Linked DNA regions of Mus musculus: region 1 is linked to region 2. A link is a contact called in public Hi-C data. All regions are on one chromosome and are shown on one strand. Each heading gives the region's core, a stretch centred on a gene start, on an enhancer-like site or on the middle of the called end of the contact. The rest is flanking DNA. Distances are from core to core; before and after follow the strand shown.

Region 1 (4,898 bases), core at 2,163-4,662, 74 kb before region 2:
TGTCCAAAGGAAGAACAGGGACAAAAAATGGAACAAAGACTGAAGGAAGGGCCAACTGGGAACGGCCCCACCCAGGGACACATCATGTCTGCAGATACCAAACCCAACACTGTTGCCGTGATCAAGAGGCACTTGCTGACATGAACCAATTTTGGCAGCTACTGGGAAGGTTGGGCCAGCAACTGACCAATGCATATGTGGATAATTGGGGCTAACCATCAGACTGAACTCAGGGAAGCTGGTGGAGGAGCTGGCAGAAGGACTGGAGGGGGATTGCAACCCCATTAGAAGAACAACACAGGAGAATAGACTACCCGGTTCTCCCGGAGACTAGACCACCAACAAAGGAGTGTACCTGGAGGGATCCATGGCTCCAGATACATACGTAGCAGAGGATGGCCTTGCCCGACAACAACGGGAGGGAAGGCCCTTGGTCTCAGGGAGGTTGGATGTCTCAGAATAAGGGGATACTGGAGTGGTGGGGCAGGAGAGTATAGGTGGGTGGGGGAGCACTCTCACACAGGCAAAAAGGAGGGGGAGGGCAGATGTAGGATGGGGGGTTTGGTGGAGGGGTAACCAGGAAATGGGGTATCATTTGAGATGTAAACAAATGGAATGATTAATTTAAAAAAAAGATGAACACATATTATTCACATAACACTTAAAATTTTAAAACCTCTGAGTTTAATAAAAGCAATATATAAAATACATATATTAATTCTAGATTGTTAACTAATTAAAGGACAGCTGGCAAGGTGACTTGGCGGTCACTCGCTGTTCTACCCGAGGACCCAGTTTTGATTGCCAGTACTCACAAGGTGGTTCACAACCATAAGATACTCCAGTTTCATGGGTTCAATGCCCTCTTCTGGCCTCTGGCCTCAGGTAGATATATGCAGACAAAATGCCTATACCATAAAATGAAAATGAAGCCTTTTTTAAATGTAGAAAAAGAGGATTTTAAGCAATAAATTAATAAAAGACCCACAAAGGGAACTCTCAGAAGATAGAAAAAAACCAAAAGGAAAGATCAGATGGTGACAGAAAGTGAATGCCCCTATCCACACACATCCACACATGCACACACATGTGCACACACATACACATAACCACATACACGCACATAGACACACTTAATACAACACACACACTCTCACATGCACGCACTAACAATATACACACATGCACACATACATCCACACTCACACACACACATGCACTCACAAGCACAGGCACACACACACTTAATACAACACACACACTCTCACATGCACACACTAACATATACACACATGCACACATACATCCACACTCACACACACACATGCACTCATAAGCACAGACACACACACACACACACACACACACACACACGAAAGAGAGAGAAGGAAGGTCATGGCATAAACTTTAAAAGATATCAACTGCAAACTATGTCTTAACTCATACTAATTGTGAGAACCAGTAATTAGCTTATAGGAATTTGGCACACCATGAATAGACACAACTATTACTAAAAATTAAGTCACCTGAACACATAATTAACCAATTACATTAATATCAAAGGTATTAGGTACAGAAAATGAATCATTTATTCATGTTTCCTACCTGAGATAACCACCTGCGTTCTTGTATTACTTTCTCCATTGTCCCTTTGCAATAGACATTTGGCAAGCAACCTCTGACCCCATACAAGGGATATCAGATTAGTGGCATATAAAGCACTGAGACTATTTACACCACGGAATCCGCTTAGTGTCTCAGAAAACAGGTGGTTAAATATTAGCTTGCCGTGGGATGGAGAGGAGAGACAAGCACCTCTGGGAGATCACCCAAAGAATATGCAGTGCGGTTACCACAGAGAGGCCACGGAGCAGCCCGCAGTATATTAAATATTAAATAGCTACTGGGAGCACCTCTGCCACAGCCTGCACTCACGGCAATTCTACTGTCTGTTGTGCCTTGTTGGTTCTCAGCCCTTCTGGCAAAACAAGCCCCATGGCCAGTCCAGAGTGCACACAGGATCTTATGACCAACCTGGTGTCAATCCTAAACCCATCCAACACTGCCCCACTTACTGCCACAAGAAATAACACCACAGTGCTCCCTGGGTCATGCTTCTCAGATGCCCTGCTCTTGTAGAATCGCATGACTGTGGATTTGTGAAAAAAAGCCAATGATAAAATAAGTCTAATAATATATATGAAGTAACCTATGTAAAATATTAATTTCAAATGGGCATGATATGATAACAGGCTCATTTTGTCCCCTACACCTATCCACCACGCTTTCTAAACATCTCATACTCTTCAATTTTTTTTTCCTTTTTAGAAACACTCTTTATTTAATTACCTCTCTATAAAGATATAATTGGCCAGACACACTAGAGAAATGGTTGATAGGTTGGTGCTAGATTGACACGTGGGTATTTGCCTCACATAGATAAATATTTTTACTCACTTTATCTCAATAGACTCTGAGCTCTCAGAAAGACTTCATAGAGAAGAGGAAGAAGGGGAGGGAGGGGGAGGGGGAGAGAGAGAGGGGGGGGAGAGAGAGGGGGAGGGGGAGAGAGAGGGGGAGGGGGGACTTAAAAACCCTGGACCCAGTACTTCATAAGGTGTTCCATCTTATTTATGAGACAGAGTCTCTTGTGGAACCTGGAGCTGAGGGATCATCAGATAGACTGGCCACCCCCAACCCCCATCCAACCCTGTCTGCTTCCCAGTGCTAGGATTAAAGATTTGTGCCCCTTGCTGGCTTTTACTGAGGACCACTTCGGGTCCCCATACTTCCACAAGATGAGCTATCTTCTCAGCTCTTGGTGCTTAGCAATTTTATCTTTACCAAAAATAAACAAACAAACAAATAAATAAACGTTTGCCTTAACTGAATTCAGACCTCAACTAATGACAGGTAAGCTAGGTACCCAGAAGGGGGAAAAACAAGAATGTCAAAGGAAGAGAAAAAAAGATTGAAAGAGCTATGTGGGGTGATTTTTTTTTTAGCGTCAACTTTTAGTTATTTTAAAATTTAGCTGAAGTTAATTTGCAAATTAACAGATAGTCTGCTACGTGGCACAAGCTTTCCTGTGGTGCTGCCCTCAAGCCTGCAGCATCACCGAGTATCCCAGGTTTGATGCCCACCCTACAGCTTGTGTGGGGTCTCAGAGGTGACAGCTGTGTTGAACTGTGCTTTTGGAAGCATGGTTTTGTCCAGTCATGACGTTTTAAGACATTGCAAGGAGAGCTGGTGTTTATCTCTCTTCAGGAGGAAGACTGGGCTATCAGCTGTAGTTCAGACTCCAAAATGTCCTGATGCCCATACAAAATTTAAAGAACAGGATCGGGGAAGATGACTCGGTGAGTAAGAAGACTTACTTTGCAAGCACGAGGCCCTGAGCTCAAATCTCTAACATGTTGATAAGAAGCTGGGCATAGAGGTGTGTGTCTTTAACCACAGCATTGGAGGACAGATACAGGCAAATCCTGGAAGCTCACTGGCCAGCCAGGCTAGCTGAAACAGCCAGCTTCCAGCTCAGTGATAAACACTGTCTCCATCCAATAAGGCAGTGTACACTAGACAAAGACACCCAATATTCTACTCTATCCTGCACACTTATGCATATGAGCACACACATCCCACATGCACATATACACGCAATACACACCATACACAATAAACAAATAAATAAAAATAAAAATTGAAAAACAATTTGGGAACCATATTACATTTTCTCTTAAAAAAAATAAAAGTTATATTCTTGGGCCAGTAAGGTGTCTTAGTGGGTTAAGGAGCTTGCTGCCAAGTCTGATGACCTGAGTTCAATCCCCAGGACCCACATAATGGAAGGAGAGAATCAATTCCTGCAAGTCGTCCTCCACACTTCCACTATCTGGCACATGTGTGAAAATGCAAAGTACATAAATAAATTCAATTCAATTTTGTAATGAAAAACTTGTTTTAAAAAACTTTAAAAGAAACATTGACTTCTTTGCTTTCTCAAAATGTTAGTTCATCAGCTTTAGGCAATTTATCACCTAGCTCTTTTCCAAGAACTTACTCCATACTCTCTCACCTCCTGCCTTTCCATTGGAGAAAACAGTAAATGGCAAGTCTAGGTGTCTGAAGCCAGGCATGAGGGTTCATGGAAGGCAGAGGCAGGAGAACTGACACAAGTTTGAGGTCACCCTGGTCTTACATAAAAATCCCAGACCTGCCTGGACAATAGAGGGAAACCTCGTATTAAAAAAGAAATGTAGGGCTAAGGCCAAGGCTTTCCTTAGCCATGTTACCTATTGCTCTCCACTTTCTACTAAGGAGAGGAAATAATTTGGCTCTCTCTTCTCATTGTGTTAATTCTGAATGAGAACTTATTTTTATCATAAATTACTCACATGAAGAAAAAGACGGTTTAAGTAAATAATGAAGAAAATTTCAAATAAGCTATCTGGCTTCCTAAGGATGTTCAGCGTTTTATAAAAGCAACATTGACTCAGACTGGCATGACCACTGCAGGAAATAGTTTGGTGGTTCCCAAAAAGCAGATTTTCACTGAGTGCATGCCCCAGACACTTCTGGAATCTCTCCAAAAAAAAAAAAAAAAAAAAAAATGAAGACATGTGTATCTGAGGATTCGCTTACAGATGGTCCCAGCAGAATTACCCATGCAAGCCCAGGAAAACAGAGACAAGTGGCAAGTCTGTCACCTTTAAATGATATACAAATGGCTGTGTGTGTCCACACAGCCAGAAACTCTCCTGTGATAGAATGAAGGAGTTCTCATGCATCCAATGACATGAACGGACCACAAGAGCACTGTGCTGAATATGTACGACCTCCTGATGTAGCATTTCATTTATAAGAAGCATCTGGGGTGAAGAAAACAGACTGATCAGTTT
Region 2 (4,378 bases), core at 567-3,066:
TCTTGCAGATGCCATTATATGTAAGGCAAGGAGGGCCCCTCTTACTGCTCCCAGCGTTATACCGGAAGTCCCTGCTGCTGCAATTTAGTTAAAAGACAAATTAGTAAGAGGTAAGGATGGAGGAGACAGAAGTGACTTTGTTGACAGGGGAGATTTGTCTATGTAGAATATTACACTAGATAAAAATTAAAATGACCAGGTTTGGTGGCACATTCCTTTAATCGCAGCACTTGGGAGACAGAGTCCAGTGTACCTGTGTGACTTCGAGGCCAGCATGGTCTACAGACTTAGTTCTAGGACAGCCAAGGCAGCATAAAGAGACCTGTCTCAAAACAACCAAAAAGAGAAAACTGACACCTGGGATGTAGGATCCTGGGATAAGGTCCAAGTTCATGAAATGCAGGATTAACATATAATGGAACATAGAATGCACAATGCTTTCCCACAGCAGCGACGATTAATTAGAATATCAAGCCAAAATACAATATGGTCCACAAACAGCCTATCCCCCAAATGAAATACTTAAGTATAAGTGTACTAAACTATATTCTAAACCATGTTTAGAAAACTGCCAAGTTTTTGACAAAAAATACCTATTTGAATCTCTAAACAAACATTTCATATAAAATATAGCTTTGAAAACTCCACATTAACATGTGAGTTCTTCCCTACCTAGATCTATGGATTCTATACAGTTCCAACCCAAACCCCCAAAGCTCTTTCACAGATATTGACATAACTCCTTCTAAAGTTGACTCAGGGAGGCAAAAGACCCAGAGTGGCCACCAAAAATGCTGAGGGATGAAGTTCGAGACTTGATGCTGCCACCTAAAACCTTTCTATAAAATCTACAGTGACCATGACACTGTACTGTTGGCAATATCATATGTAGACAGATCAAAGAACACAAAATCCAGAGTCCTAAAGGAGACCCTACAAATTTAGTGACCTGAGTGTTGTCAAAGGAGCGGAGGAAGTACTGGCAGAAGGATGGTCACCAAGAAACGATGCTATAACAACAGACACACACATACACATTCATAAACACATATACATACATACATACACATATACACATATATTTACACATACGCATATATTCACACACACATACATGCACACACACACGTTATGCCTTTCACAAGAAATGAACTCAGAAAGATCAGCCTAAAGCCTACCACAGAAAACTCTAAAACAGCTAGAAGAAAACACACACCAGCCCTTGGTTTGGGTAGTAAGGTTTTATCTACAACATAAACCAAAAAAAAAAAAAAAAGAAAAAAAAAAAAGAAAAAGAAAGAAAAAAAGAAAAGAAAAGAAAAGGATAAAAAAACTTCATCAAAATGTAAAATATCTGCCATTAGAGACATTGCTAAGAATAAGAAGAGGAAAAGACAAACCATAGACGGGGGTGGGGGGAACGTGTTTAGAACATGTTCTTAGTAAAAGATTGTATCTAGAAGACACAAAGGATCTTAAAAACTCAACAATAAGAAAATGAACATCCCAATTTAAAGATGGTCAAAAAATCTGAAAAAAGAACTTGGCAGCAATAATTAGGGAAAGAATCCCCCTTTACCCCCCCCTCACTCCCTTACCTCCCCCCCCCCCGCACCCATCTTCGCATCCCCTCACTCACCTCCTTACTCCTCACCTCTCACACAGCCCCCCCCCCCCCAACCGGGGTTAGGATCCTTCAGTGGAGCCTCATTTGTCCATTTGCCCCATGTTATCGCTGGTGACTTTATAGAACAGGAAGGTCATCATCACAGAAGGTCTTGTGACAGGTGGGACAGAAAGATAAGGGCCTGCGAAGACGAAAGTACAGATTAGAGCTAGGGAGACTCCAAAATGCTAAGCTGTTGGCTGTGAACATGGAGGCAGAGTCCAGGGTCAAGAAATGCAGCATCTTCTAACGGCTGAAAGAGAAGAGGAAATGGGTTTCCCCCAGAGCCAGCACCAGGAGAACCCTGATAGACTTTGAATTTAAGCCCTGAAACCTATCTCAGACCGCTGAATTCCCAAGCCAGGAAAGAATCAACTTGGAATGCTTTAAGCTAACTTTTTTTTTCTTTCTTTTTTTAATATTTATTTATTATATGTAAGTACACTGTAGTTGTCTTCAGACACTTCAGAAGAGGGCGTCAGATCTCATTACAGATGGTTGTGAGCCACCATGTGGTTGCTGGGATTTGAATTCAGGACCTTAGGAAGAGCAATCTTAACCGCTGAGCCATCTCTCCAGCCCACTTTAAGCTAACTTAAATTGTTGCTCCCCTCAAATCCTAAGCCAAGGTCTTTAGAAGGGACCTTGCCCATAGTTGTATCTGAGAAAGGGGTGTGCCCCTGACATGCTACGGTGTTTCCTAAATTTACTGCAATGGGTTATGCCTGAAATAGGAAAGTCTTAGAAAGTCTATCTGTTTGGGTTGCAAGCTCCTTTTACCCGGTGGGTGGGTAGTATTCTTTTCTATTGTCTTTCCGTGGGTGAGGCAGGGTTTAAGCTCAGGGCTCGATTCTGGCTCTCAAGGTTATGACATTTAGTATTTACATCCTAAGCCAACCATCCCTCCAGCTCACCCTTGGCCAAGTGTCTTTTTCTTTATTTCTTTTGTTTCTTTTTGACTTTTAGAAATATATTTGCCATTTTAGTTGAGCCCTTTGTTGAAAATATTTTATATTTCTCATTTGTGATGGTTTGTATATCCTTGGACTAGGGAGTGGCACCATTTGGAGGTGTGGCTCTGTTGGAATAGGTGTGACCTGGTTGGAGTAGGTGTGTCACCGTGGGTGTGGGCATAAGATCCTCACCCTAGTTGCCTGGAAGTCAGTCTTCCACTAGCAGCCTTTGGATGAAGACATAGAACTCTCAGCTCCTCCTGTGTCATGCCTGCCTATATACTGCCATGGTCCCACCTTGATGATAATAGACTGAACCTCTGAACCTGTAAGCCAGCCCCAATTAAATGCTGTTTTTTAATAAGACTTGCCTTGGTCATGGTGTCTGTTCACAGCAGTAAAATCCTAACTAATACATCATTCATTCTCAAACAACTGTTTGGTTAAAAAGATTCAAAATGACACGACAAACTGATAAGTAAAGGGCAAAAATGAAACTCAAAATGAGACTCAGGCAAAGCTATACTTGAGTAAACATGCACAGACTGAAACACATCTATTATAGAAGAAAGATTAAAAAGAAAAAATAAATAAAAAACTATTCAATTCAAGAAAGTGGAAAAAGATAAATAACTGAAGAAGAGGAAGAGAAGGAAGAAGAGGAAGAGGATGAGGAAGAGAAGAAATTTTATAACTAAAATTAGAGTCAGATGTGGTGGTGCACTCCTTTAATCTTAGCACTCAGGAAACAGAGGCAGGTGGATCTCTGTGAGTTTGAGACTAGCCTGGTCTACATAGTGAATTCAAGGACAGTTAGACCCCATTGCAGATAAAAATAGAGGAAAGGAGGGAGAGGAAGAGGTAGGAGAAAACAGGAGCAGCTAGCAAGCACACTTACCAACTTGTTAAATGTATGTACAGCATGTGACATCACCAGAAGAAAAGGAAAAGACTTCGTTGACAAAAATGCTCATGAGAATAAAATGCTTAGTGCCAAACCCAACAAGAAACATGTAAGGTGTATGTGAAGGAAATGATAAGATTTACTGAAGACAATAAAAAATAACTTTGTAGCAAATAAAGCAGATGTCCATGGTAGACCCTTAGGTAAGGAGTCCCAATGTTACATAACTGCTTAGTTTAATTTTTGTCTGTAAACTTAAAGCAATCCCAATAAGAGAAGTTCACTCTCAAGTTCATAAGGGGGAAAAGAGCTTACACATAACCATTTTTTGGAAATAAAACCATGATGATTGAAGATTTGACCAACAAGTTAGCAAAATATGAAAATACAGTGGCTTTTAAAATAAGTGATTATGGGAAAATAGACACTAGGTGACTGGAAATGGAAAGACAGCACATTCTTGTCTAAACAAAAATTTATTTAGAAAGTAGTATTTTATATCAGTCTGCAGGGAAGAACCTATTAAAATACGCTGGCCTGGGATATCACCACATACCATGAACAAAAATCTCCAGTGGAATCAAAAAGACATTTAAAAAAAAATCACTAAAAGATTCAAAGAACACACACAATATTTGTATAATCTTAGAGAAGGGAGGGAGGTAAATGAAATGTAGCATATCTTTAACATAACTAGTACTTTAAGGAAAAGACCAACAATAGATTGAGGTAAGATACTTCTAACATATATAGCACATGGAGGATTAGCATCCAGGATAAACCCTTCTACAAAACAATAAGGGAGCTGAGAGACTGAAGAAGCCAGCCACAAACTAATGAGCACAGCTCAGGTGC

Evidence for each region. Hi-C and Micro-C count contacts between places; a contact is called where the count stands out from the background.
Region 1: a contact with region 2 is called in a Hi-C map of the G1E-ER4 cell line, with 3 times the contacts expected there. The contact joins two enhancer-like sites. A contact is called at or near these places in 2 of 39 promoter capture datasets (the 3T3-L1 cell line and the C10 cell line), 2 of 484 Hi-C or Micro-C datasets (the G1E-ER4 cell line and cortical glia) and 1 of 115 datasets of contacts at active chromatin or transcription factors (neural progenitor cells).

Annotation. Positions count from the first base shown.
Region 1 is chr2:19,083,870-19,088,767 of GRCm38.p6, reverse strand. No RefSeq gene overlaps it. Among named protein-coding and RNA genes, the nearest start is that of Gm33592, 80 kb to the right of the region's middle. Within about 2 kb of position 3,412, at least 6 of the 459 cell types and tissues checked have an H3K27ac peak or open chromatin away from gene starts, as enhancers often do. A contact at or near this core is called in the G1E-ER4 cell line, where this site is marked.
Region 2 is chr2:19,009,114-19,013,491 of GRCm38.p6, reverse strand. It overlaps Gm33592 (a long non-coding RNA gene), which reads right to left. Exons shown (of 4, transcript XR_374032.2): 3 at 1,640-1,808. Among named protein-coding and RNA genes, the nearest start is that of Gm33592, 4.5 kb to the right of the region's middle. Within about 2 kb of position 1,816, at least 16 of the 459 cell types and tissues checked have an H3K27ac peak or open chromatin away from gene starts, as enhancers often do. A contact at or near this core is called in the G1E-ER4 cell line, where this site is marked.